3 separate regions of the Mus musculus genome follow, and all the other regions are linked to region 3. Evidence: chromatin contacts called from public Hi-C and HiChIP or PLAC-seq data. All regions are on one chromosome and are shown on one strand. The core of a region is the stretch at or near the end of the contact, and the rest is flanking DNA. Distances in the headings are between cores, read along the strand shown. Region 1 holds the start of Itga11 (integrin alpha 11). Region 2 overlaps Iqch (IQ motif containing H). Region 3 has its middle 9.1 kb from the start of Gm25064.

The links. Hi-C and Micro-C count contacts between places; a contact is called where the count stands out from the background. HiChIP or PLAC-seq counts read pairs in DNA pulled down with a chosen protein or histone mark.
Region 1: a contact with region 3 is called in a Hi-C map of the C2C12 cell line, with 2.8 times the contacts expected there. The contact joins the promoter of Itga11 here to the enhancer-like site in region 3. A contact is called at or near these places in 1 of 39 promoter capture datasets (embryonic stem cells), 1 of 484 Hi-C or Micro-C datasets (the C2C12 cell line) and 2 of 115 datasets of contacts at active chromatin or transcription factors (bone marrow-derived macrophages and embryonic stem cells).
Region 2: an H3K4me3 HiChIP or PLAC-seq map of embryonic basal ganglia shows a contact between it and region 3, with 4 times the contacts expected there. The contact joins two enhancer-like sites. A contact is called at or near these places in 3 of 484 Hi-C or Micro-C datasets (the N1E-115 cell line, adipose-derived mesenchymal stem cells and embryonic fibroblasts), 18 of 115 datasets of contacts at active chromatin or transcription factors (DN3 thymocytes, the NIH/3T3 cell line, the SCID.adh cell line and 11 more) and 1 of 9 other capture datasets (embryonic stem cells).

The regions. Positions count from the first base shown.
Region 1 is chr9:62,676,413-62,680,240 of GRCm38.p6, reverse strand. It overlaps Itga11 (integrin alpha 11), which reads right to left and starts at 2,386. Exons shown (of 30, transcript NM_176922.5): 1 at 2,245-2,386. The coding sequence starts at 2,296.
Region 2 is chr9:63,488,235-63,491,895 of GRCm38.p6, reverse strand. The region is part of intron 15 of Iqch (IQ motif containing H); the gene reads left to right. All of the region lies in intron 3 of Gm16759 (a long non-coding RNA gene), which reads right to left. Among named protein-coding and RNA genes, the nearest start is that of Gm25995, 48 kb to the right of the region's middle. Within about 2 kb of position 1,590, at least 15 of the 459 cell types and tissues checked have an H3K27ac peak or open chromatin away from gene starts, as enhancers often do. A contact at or near this core is called in the SCID.adh cell line, T-cell acute lymphoblastic leukemia and embryonic basal ganglia, where this site is marked.
Region 3 is chr9:63,122,287-63,126,028 of GRCm38.p6, reverse strand. No RefSeq gene overlaps it. Among named protein-coding and RNA genes, the nearest start is that of Gm25064, 9.1 kb to the left of the region's middle. Within about 2 kb of position 1,793, at least 216 of the 459 cell types and tissues checked have an H3K27ac peak or open chromatin away from gene starts, as enhancers often do. A contact at or near this core is called in the C2C12 cell line, the SCID.adh cell line, T-cell acute lymphoblastic leukemia and 2 more, where this site is marked.

The DNA.
Region 1 (3,828 bases), core at 1,137-3,636, 450 kb after region 3:
AAATACAAACACACACACAGACATCTAAACAAACACATACACTTACACAAGCACACACAGCCAAACACCCCCTACACCTAAACACACATACATACAAATTTACACAAGCACCCACACACTCAGACACACACATACACACTTGAGCAGCCATACACAAATTGTCATCCCTTCATTCTTTAGTCCCTAGAAATACGAATAATGTCATTTTAAGTTCCATACACTATGCTTTGGGGGTTGGGGGGGGGTGATCCAGTTCCTCTTCCAGGAAGCCTTCCTTACTTGTCTCTGGACACACACACACACACACACAGAGGCCTTACTTCCTCTTCTCCATTCATTCCCTCATACCTCTGCTTAATTCTCTCAGTTCTTGCCCTACCTGAGCCATTCAGGGCCCAGGTGGCAGGGGCACATGAGCCCTACCTTCTTCTTGTAAGCAGATGCCCGTCTAGCATTGATGGATATATATAATGAGTCCCATATTCCAAAAACCCGAACTGATCAGCAATAATGCAGAAGTGGCTTTCTCCATGTAAGGGAGGCAATGAGTCACAAATCCTTTCTTGAGAGGTCCTTCAACACTCCATCCCTCAGAGCTCCACCCACTTCAGTTGCACGAACATTAGCAACCACTGCTGGAGTCCCACTGTGCGCCAAGCCTCAACTTCCACAACTCAGCTTCCACAACTCAGGATTCTGCCTCCATTGTCCCCCATGAGAAAAGCTTTTAGAGAGCTCACAAGGTCTGTGCAGAACTACTTTCCAAACTCTTGCACTTAGCTTTGGGATGCTTGGACTGTCCTTCTCTGGGGACACCTGTCTAGAGTCACTCAGGAGTTTTTATCTCCTTCCTGTGGATGGATTTCCAGTGACTGCAGGCAGTTCCTTCCCTGAGTGTACCTCCCATGGGTTTCTCTCCCTGGAGCTTTCTAAAAGCCTCTGGTCTGGCAGTAACCCTTTCCCCGCCCCTCCCCCAACTCGAACTTCGTGCAATAAAGTTTGCTTTCCAACTGAGTCTCTGGGATCAGAACGAAACCCAGCCAGTTTCAAGAGGCCTTTCATTTGCAGGGGATCCCAGAAGCAGCAAAGGACAGAAGGATATATGTGTGTCCCCAAATGGGGACAACTGACCAAAGCTTGGAGAGAGCCACCGGACTGGGTAGGGGTGAATCTTCACTTGTACTACCCAAGGGCACCTGTCCAGCTGTCACTGCCTCTGTCCTCTCCTATTGGTCTCAGCTAGTGCCAGAGACACTCAGAAAGAGCGGCAAGGTTGGCAGCCAGTACCAACCAGTTTGTTCCTTAGGCTCTATCTAGCTCTGGCTCTGGCTGAAGCATTCTGCCACGCTGTGAAGGGGCCAGGAAAACTTTCCCTAGCCGCGCGCAGCACAATGCGGTTGGCTGAAGCTGGGCTGGGCACCCGCAGTGTGGAGGCCTGAACTAGGGTACCCCAGGCTGAGAACCCAAAGACTTGTCTCTCTTTCCTTCAGTGACGGGTACCGAGGTTCCCGCTACGCCCCCACACCTGGAATACATTAAGCAGCAGCGCGTTACAGTGACGGCGGCTTCCCCCGAATTATTGAATAATTGCATAATTCCAAGCGCGAGCTGGGGACGCTGCTCTGTTCCTACACTAGTGTTAAGTATCTGTTCCACCGGTCCCGGGCTGAGGGATTGTGCCCTCTGTTTCTGGTGGGGCTGAAGAGAGTTTACTAACGCCTAGCAGCCAAACTGGAGGGATTCTGTTCTCTTAGGACTCCGGGATCTCTTAGGACTCCAGGCTCTCCAGGGCCGCCAGGATCTGGCTCTCCACACTTCAGGGGGCTCTGCCTTGGGTAGCGGCGGGGGCAGTCGGGTCACGCTCATTCGGCGCGATCTGCCTCCTTCCCCAGCTGGGGCCTTGGACCCTCGTCAATGGAAGGATGCCTGGATGGCAGAGTGGACACTTAGGAATTATCCCCAGAGCTGCATCGGGAACATCAGAAATGCTCAGTGGTTCTAGCAACCCGAGTCCCGACTTCTTTCCCCAAACACATCAGAGTCCTAGAAAGAGTTTCCTAGGCACACCTCCCTCCTTTGCTTTCTTGGTGGGACTGTTGTAACAGCAGCCCTTCCCGGCAGACCTGTGTCCCCAAGTGCTACTGAAGGAGGTGCGTCGCATCTCTCTTCTCTCAACTTGAGCTAAGGTCCTGGAGGACTAGGGAGGGGCTCCCGGAAGGAAAGACAGGCTAGGGGAACACGTACCTGGCCAAAGGCTGAGGGTCCAGGCCACCAGGAGGCCCCTGGGAAAGTCCATGGCCCGCTGCGCGGCGGCGGGTGTCGCGATGGTCGCGCGGCTGAGAGCCAGAGCCACAGCCTCGGTTCGCGAGCGTCCTGAGCCTGCACTGATCCAAGCTCCAGCTCCCTGACAGCAGCGCAGAGGAAGTGGGAGGGCTCCAGCGGCGGGGAGGGGCGCGGACACAGCGGCGGCCCTGGCTCCAGGCCAGTCTAGGCCCCTCTGCCACCTGAGCCGGTGGCAGGCTGCTGCCCCGACGCCCTCGCCAGTATCGCCCTCCCCCACTCCCAGCCCATCTAACCTCAGGGTCATAGCAGAGAATGGCTTCTGGGAGCCAGCCACCTTGCCAGCTTGGTACCTGACTCTCCTCCATCCCCAACCAAATCGGGGTCTCCTCTGGAAAAGCGAGTTATGGAGTCCATTTTCTAGGGGGAAAGAGCTGAATAAATACCATAGGTGAACCTAAGATGACCCAGGGCCACTCTGTGACAGGTCTTCTTCGGACACGTTGGATGGATTTCCCCTCCCTTCACAACGTTCCTTTGTCTCCCTGTTCCCTGGGCTTTAAAATGTCAAGGCCACAGTGCTTCTTGGAACCCTGGAATCAATGCAAAACACCTCCAGTTTCCACCGCCCCAGCCTCCACACCTGAACAGGGACTGCACCTGACGGTTCCGAGGCTTCTCTTTGGAACCCAGGCTCTATTCCCCAGCCATTGTACTCACAGACAGTTAACTTCAACGTGCATTTATTGCTGGAGCTTTTTATGGGGTTTGGGCCGCTATCTGTGAGTGTGGTGGATGGCCTTCCCAGCAAGGGAGGAGCAGAGGAAGGCAGCAAGGTAGCTAGCGTGAGGGAAACCGAGAGTATGGAACCCACTACTTTTTTCAGAACCTTCCCAAGGCTACCATGCAAATGTGCAGACACAGCAGGCTAGTCTCTTTCTGCTCTTATCTTCACTGTATCGTGCACACCCATACACCTACCACACCCTAAACAACAACTAACATATTTGTTTGGCCTCTCTGTCTCTCTGTCTCTGTCTCTCTCATCTCCTTGGTTTGTAAGGACACTCAACTCCTTGTCTTCAGGAGCAGAAGAGTTTTTCAGTGTATGCACAAATAGATGGATGAATAGGAAGGGTGTGTAGGAGCCCAGAGGGAAGGGCATCTGAGAATGGTTGGCTTTTAGGGAGGATCCTTGAAGGATAAGCTGAGTGTTGAGACGCTCTACCACTTGCAAAGGCTGGGGAAGCTGGTTTTATTCTGGGGGAGTGGAGAGAGAGATAGAATGAGAGGAAGGGAGGGAGGGAGAGATGGAGAGAGGGAGGGAGAGGGAGAGAGAGACAGAGATGGAGAGAGAAAGGAAGGTGGAGGAAGAGAAGGAGGAAGAGGAGGAGAGAGGGGAGGGAAGAAGAGTGTAGATAAAAAAGCAAAGAGAGAGCAGAGGAGAAGGAGGGAAGGGAAAGAGGAGGTGCAGGTCTTGGGCTGGAATGCAGTGCACAGGTGTTCTCACCTTCAGGGCTAAGTTTCAGAAAAGGAGGGCATGACAAA
Region 2 (3,661 bases), core at 341-2,840, 370 kb before region 3:
CATGACTCTTTAAGTTGCCGTTTGTTTATCTGGAAATAGATAACAGTACAGGTGTACATGGAGCTGTGATGAGGGTTAAGTGTATCCTGTGACTTGGCCAGCAATAGTCTTAGCATGTGGACGTTTAAGATATTGTTGCTTTGTTGCTTTTTATTATGAATATTAATTAAAGTTCTATTATGAGAAAATATAAGCAATAGTGAGCAAATAAATACAAAGTAGCAGTTCTTTGGCAATTCACAAGGTTATTTAGGAGGCTTTGTAGCCTTCAAGACTACTGTAGTGTACATCAATTACTATTATACAAGATGCTATCAAAACCTCAGCATAATGATCTAATTCTCTCTCTGTTATGATTTTCCTAATTAATACCTTTAAAAGAATAACACTAGATAGCATCCTGGCCTCTTACCATTTGAGGATAGAAAACAATGTGTTTCTTAGAGCTTTCTTCATGTTGAATAAAGAGGCTTGATATAGTAGAGATTATTCTGACCAAAACATTGGGTCTGGATGCTTCTGGTTCCAGTTGGCATATTTTCTAATTAGTATAGCAGCATGTCACCAAGATCACTGGAAAGTCTTAATCATGTACATATTTTTCCTTAGCTCTGAGAATGACTTAGAACGTTTTCTTCCAGTTGAGTGGTTATTTTCATGGTGCTGCCAGGGATGTGTTTGAGGTGCTTCTCTGTGCCTGAGGATGATGACAGGAGAAGGAAAATTGCCTCCCCAGTTAAATGAAAGCCTGGGCACCCCTTCCGAGGACCTATAATAATCAGCTATACAAGCTGTTGGCTTGTGTGTCCTATTGATTTAATATGCTTCTAATCAGTACATAAAGCTATGGGCCTGCAGTGTTAATTTTTCATATGCTTACAAAGTACCCTTTGATTTTCTGTCACACGTTAATTACAGCATTTTGCCATTAAATAGGAAGCTTTGTGTAAACTAATTACTAGGTAATCATTGTCTACTGCAAGCGTGCTGTTTGTACCTTTTATTTTATTCTAAAAATGCACAGATCTCACAGTCTGGAAACACTCTACCTTCCAGCCATTAGCTCTCACTAATTCATAGCATTATTGTGGAGAGTGGAGGAGTTGTAATTGTTGTGGTATCAGAGCTGTTAATTACCGGAGTAAACAGTTGAAATGGTGCCAAGGTCTATTGTACAAGGCAGAGAAAAGGAGGTTTAAATGTTACTCCCACCATCTGGGGACGGGAGGAGAGGCAAATGCTAGAGAACAGAGGCGAGGCGCCGCCGCTTCAGCTCCAGGGTTGGCGGCCATATGGATCCAGAAAAATTTGAATCAATTGAATTTAACTGCCAGTTTTTCACAATAACTGCGTGGAAGGAAGGAATAAAGCAGAAGATAAGAGAAAGGAGGATTGGTTAGTGTTTTCACACCCGGGAAGGTCCCGCTGGAGTTCTTCTGGAAATGTCTGTGCTGCTGAAAACCACAGAGCAGGCTTAGGCTTTTGGAATGGATTCAAAGAAAGCTTTCACTCTCTGACAGTCACAGTGCCATGTGCTACTGGTCATCTGTCCTCGGTGCCCCTTGGTGGACCAGGGATGCCCTTGAGAAGTCTAGGACTCTCTGTAACTGAGCCAGGCTCTAGACAAACCCTCACTGTCTAGTCCTGTGCATGGTCTGTGGAAAGAAAACAATCAATTTACAACGCTGCTACATCCTCCTGACTCCATGTATCTGATGTGTGGAAATATCAAAAAAGGTCCCTCTCTTCTCTTGATTGAGAAACAGTGCTGCATGCCCATTCTTTGTGTACAGACTAAAATACAAGGCTCCCTTGATAAACTCAGTTTCATTCCTGGAACTCAGTCTTCCCCATTACTTGAATGAGAATCAATCCAAAGGGAATGTGTGCTTCCTTTTGTCTCCATTCTGCATTTAAAGAGTGTGTCCATCATCGTCCTCAGTCCTCCCAACCAGGTGTTTCTCTACATGTCCCAAGTCTCTACATGGATAGGAGAAAACCTATTTCCAGTAGCTTTCTACTAGATTATGGCTACTTCTACTTATGGTTGATTTAAACACAGCCTGATTCCCACTTTAAAACACTGTATAATCTTTAAAACAGTCATATGTACTTACTGGCTGTCATTCTTACAATTCAGTATAATTTCCTTGAAAACTGTTTTCCAATGGTAAGAATATTTGTCTCTCCCCAGCCATTTGCTGCAGTAACTACTTTTCAGTATCATTCTCCAAACACGAACATCTTCTTCTCTTCTTAAGCCACCCTGGATTCCTGTATTTATTTCTAATCGTTCCTTTAGCAGATGTTGAAGTAATTTGGGGTGTAATGTAAGCAACTCTTTTAAAGAGAGAAATCACAGATAGACCAGGAAGCGAGGGCAGCGTTTGTCAGGCTTGTGTGATGGCAGTTTTGCCCTGGGGGAGGGGGAGTTTTTCCCTCCTTTTGTGTATGTGTAAAGTTCAATTAAGAATTTCTAGAAGCACTTAATCTTTATCTATTGAAACCCCCCAGCATGCAGTGCGACAGGATGAGCCTAGAAAAAAAAGAAAGAAAGAAAGACAACAGTTGTGCTCCCTGTGGCGAGGGGAAAGAGAAGCAGCAGTCAGTGCTGGAGAGTGGAGAGGGAATGAACTTCTCCGGTGGCTGTGGTTGCAGTGAGGCAGTTGTGCTGAGCTTCGGAATGGAAGTACAACATATGTGCCTCAGTTGGACAAAATGCTTCTCAAGTTGAATCAATTGCTAGGCCTGCATGTTGGTGCAAGGTAGAGGCCTCGCTAATGAGGGATCGACTCCTCAGGAAGCAGTGAGTGGGTAATGCGACCTAAGTATGGAATTATATACCGCGTTTTCAACATTCCGTTTAATGAGAGCCGCCACTGCAGCGAATCACTTGCCACACACCCGAAATGGGCCATTAGCTATCAAGGGAAAATTGTCTTTGCCGCTTTTAGCAGATGGAGCAAATATTTTACAAAGCAATTTTACATACCAAAAACATTTGTGTGCTTTGGTAAAGCTGGTTGTTTTACATTATGTTACCTTCTACTGCAGCATAATTTTCCATCTCATCGAAGACAAACTTGGCATTTTTGATTTTTAAATTCTCCATTAACAATTAAACACAGAGTAGTAAAGCTGTCCTTAAACTTTAAGTAGGTATGGGAAGTAGTTTCCGACTTGTTGGAGACACTTTCACTTTTTTCTTCATCCTTTCAACATATTTTTGCACCCTAAAGAGGGCCTGTTCCTAATTGTCTCAGTGGAAAGTAATGAGTGCAAACTTCGTGAAAGTAATCACCATGCATCCTTACAGCTACCACTGTGGACTGTGAGGACATGCTTTGGCCCACCCTTTTGTTATGTCCATTTAAAATGCTTAAGCTTCAAGAACCTCAACTTAAATGGCTTTTCCTATAAGGAGAAACTGGCTCCAGATGGTGGCTCAGCAATGTCACCGAGGACCCACAGTTTTCATCTCTTTTTTGAACTATGTGTCAGGCTGCTTCCCTCCTAAGGCTGGCTGTTCTCTGCATTGCAAGATGGCTGCCAGTAGCGTCCAGAATGCGTTCCTGGTGCAGGCACTAGGAAGAGCGAACATCTCATCAGGTAACAACTCAGAAGCGCACACCTTCCTTCCCAGAGGCCCCGGGAGGTGTTT
Region 3 (3,742 bases), core at 544-3,043:
TGTGTTTTTCAGGACAAGATTTCTCTGTGTAGCTTTGGCTGTCCTGGAACTCACTCTGTAGATCAGGTTGGCCTTGAACTCAGAGATCTGCCTGCCTCTGGGAATAAAGGCGCGCACTACCACCGCCTGGCTTATTTGTAATTTTTAATTATGGGGTGGGGTATGCATGTATAAGTGAGATGCCCTAGGAGGCCATAAGAGAGCATTAGATCCCCCTGAAACTGGAGTTACAGGCAGTTGTGAGCTGTGTTGTATGGATGCTGAGAACAGAACTCAGGTCTTCTGCAAAAGCAGTTTGTTCTCTTAACCGCTAAGCCATCTGTCCAGCCGACCCCCCACATTTATATTTTTTTGTGTGTGTGTGACAGTTTCATGTGTCATGGGCTGACCTCTACCTCACTGTGTAGCTGAAGATGACCTGATCCTCCTTCCATCTCTGAGTCCAGGTGTGCAGCACTACTTGGGGTTTTATGCATTGCGAGATATCAAACCCAGGGCTTTGATAATGGACAGAGCTACACACCCAAACTCCCTTCTGGGACTTCCAGAGACAACAGTTCTACTTGGAGTCCTTGTTAGGAGATCATGAAAGCTCACCTCTCCTCACTGGCAGGATCATAGGCCAGAAGTTGGGTAGAGCAGGGTGGCCTGGGCTTGAAAGCACATCTCTTAAGAGGGTCTTCAGAGATGAAGGGGAAAGCTGTGTCACTGGTCACAGGGCCGTGCCATAACCAGGCATGTTGTGGGAAAACAGTAGGGAAGATTATTAAAGATGTAACAGCTGAATGACTGAGGGAGGGCATCCGAGGGGACGTCCCTCTCTGAACAATCTTTTATGTCTCCACCTTCAGCAATCTAGCTATGCCTCGTGCAGCCCCAGCCCTAGACTCAGCATGTCAGTCTGGCTCCTGCCTTGACTTCCGTTGTCTGGACCTAGGAATCCCCCTTCTGCCTAATAGTAGGGGCCACCCAGTATCCCTTTCTTCTTCTCCTTTAACATTTTTTAAAAAGTAGGTGTGTGTGTGTGTGTGTGTGTGTGTGTGTGTGTGTGTGTGTGTGAGTGTGCACCCGCGGACGGGCGGGCACATAGTACCCATCTCTTGGGGCTGGAGTGGTGAGCTGGATTCTGGGAATTGAACTCCAGTTCATCTGGAAGAGCAGTAAGTGCTCTTAACCCCTGAGCCATCTTCCCAGCGCCTCCTCCTTCCTCTCACAAATGACAATATCGTGTTGCTGTTTACAGTGCTGGCAAATGCAGCCTGAGCTGACAACATTCTCACTGCTAAATTTGGGTTCCGGGAGAAAGCTAGGAATCGACCACACGATATGCATGTTCCGAGAAAAGGCCATCTCCTCACTTCCTTCCTTCCTTCCTATGGTGCTCTCTGGTGACCTCTTTACCCGCCTATCTATCTAATACTCCCGCCCTCTTCCCTTTTGTTTTAAACATTCCTCATTAACAACTGTTCTTATTGCAATAGCCTGAGTCAAATCTCAAGCCTGGGACGCTTATTCCTTATAGTTTCTAGAGGTCCTTATAGATGTCAGTTGAATGGGGAATTTGCCTGGAGTCCCAGGTTCCAGTCCTGACTTACTTGTGTCTGGCTTCCCTTTCTAGCAAGTTCCAGTTCTGGTCTGAGAGAGTGACGAGGGGAGGTGGGGCCCAGGGAACAGCTGTACCTTTCTCACGCTGCCACTAGAGGGCGACAGCTCCGCGCAGGAGGCCACTCACTGTTGTGGCTGGCATTGGTCTCCTGCAAGCGAGCTCGCCCTGGGTGCGACGCCTTCCAGGAGCCTCCAGCTGCTCTGCACACCGCCAGCCCTGCTCTCCAGAGACCCATGAGTGGGTGGGAACAGCCTTCGGAGGCCAGCCTCCTGTCTCTGCTGCTAGCGCCGGTCGTGACAACTCCCCTTCTCTGGCCTCGCCTATCTAGGTGGAACAGACTTCGAAGGGTCCCGATTCAAGGGGAAATGGGGGTAGGGGGAGCGCAGGAGCTTCGGAACCACTAGCGTCGTATAAGTGGACCAGCCGGCAGAAAGATGGGGACCAGGGAACATGAAGGAAAGATGCTAGCCTTTGCCGGCCTGAACGGTGTGTCAGAACTGAAACTGGGGTTTTCGCGGCCCAACTCCCAGCTCTTGGGCTGGAACCGTCTGGATTGGAGGTTTCCTACTATGGAGTGGGGAGGACAACAAAACAAACAACCAGCCACTGCAAGAGAAAGGGACCCCTCTGGACAAGCAGCCCCACACCAAGTGTGCTTTCTTAAAGAACTACAGCTGGGGAGTTTATTTACTTGTGAGGAGGGTGGCATTTGCTTGAAAGTGCCTCTGTCCCCAGACACATTTTAAAAACTTAAAGCAGAGAGCTCGACTTCAGAGCCAGCTCTGGCAATTGGATTAACCTTTCGGGGAAAGGTTTCATTTTCTGTGTGTGGTTCAAATTCTTCAACACTAACATCTGTAATACCAGAAAGCAATCATTCACTTCAGCTGGCAAAAACGATACAAAAAAATGCAAAACAAATAACAAAACAGGAAAGGAACAAATGAAAATCTAAAAACCACACTCACAAATAAAACCTCAAATAACAGAAACTTAAAGCCAAACAAAAGCCAAGTACGGTGGCACATGCCTATAATCCCAACACTCTGGAGGCAGAGGCAGGTGGATCTCTGAGATTGAGGCCAGCCAGGGCTATACAGAGAAACAACAAACAAACAAACAAACAAACAGACAAAAAGACAGAAAACTAACAAAAATCTCCCCAAACCCAAATGAAACAAACAAACAAAAAAAAAAAAACCCACCTTCTTCAAGAATTGGGAACCAGGACCTGGAGAGGTGGCTCTGTAGTTAAGAGAACTGGCTGCTCTTGCAGAAGACCTGAATTAGATTCCCAGCATCCACCGGGCAACTCGCAACTCGAAATTTAAGCTCCAGGGGTTCCTATATCCTTTTCTGGCCTCACCAAGCAACTGCATGCACGTGATTCAAGGGCACAACACTCATCCACTCACATTTAAAAAAAAATGTTTTTAAGAAAGAATTGGAAGCTGGGCAGTGGTAGCACACACCTTTAATCCCAGCACTTGGCAGGTGGATCTCTGTGAGTTTGAAGCCAGCCTGGTCTACAGAATGAGTTCCAGGACAGCCAAGACTACACAGAGAATCTGTCTCAACCTTACCCCCACCCCACCCCCCCCCAAAAAAAAGACAAAGAAAAGAAAGAATAAAAACTACAGAAAATGTTCCTGGATGCCTCCTCAGAGACGTTGGTGCTGTTCTTTCTCTACAAAATGAGGATAATGGTATGAACAGGACAGGAATGTCCTGAGGACTCAGTGAACGTATGTATGCAATAGCAGACATTCCAGAAGTGTTAGCTAATTTTATATGGCAAGAACCCAGCCCCAAACTGTACAGATTGGCCACTTATGCAACTTTCCAGTCAACCGTTCTTCCAAAATGGTATTTTTACTGATTGCACGATATTTCATTCCATTTTAGTACAATTTATTTAAGTTACCCCTGCTGTGGAGCCTTTAAATTGTTTCCAGTTTTTGCTGTTAAAATAACAGCGAGATTAACATCTTTAAACATCTACCCTTGTCAGCATTTCTGATTATTTCCTTAGGCAGATTTTTTTTTAGAGGTAGGATTACTGGGACAAAGGGCACAAATATTTTTCAGGCTTTTGAGTCAGGTTACAGAATTGCTTCCCAGAGAGATCTTGTCAAT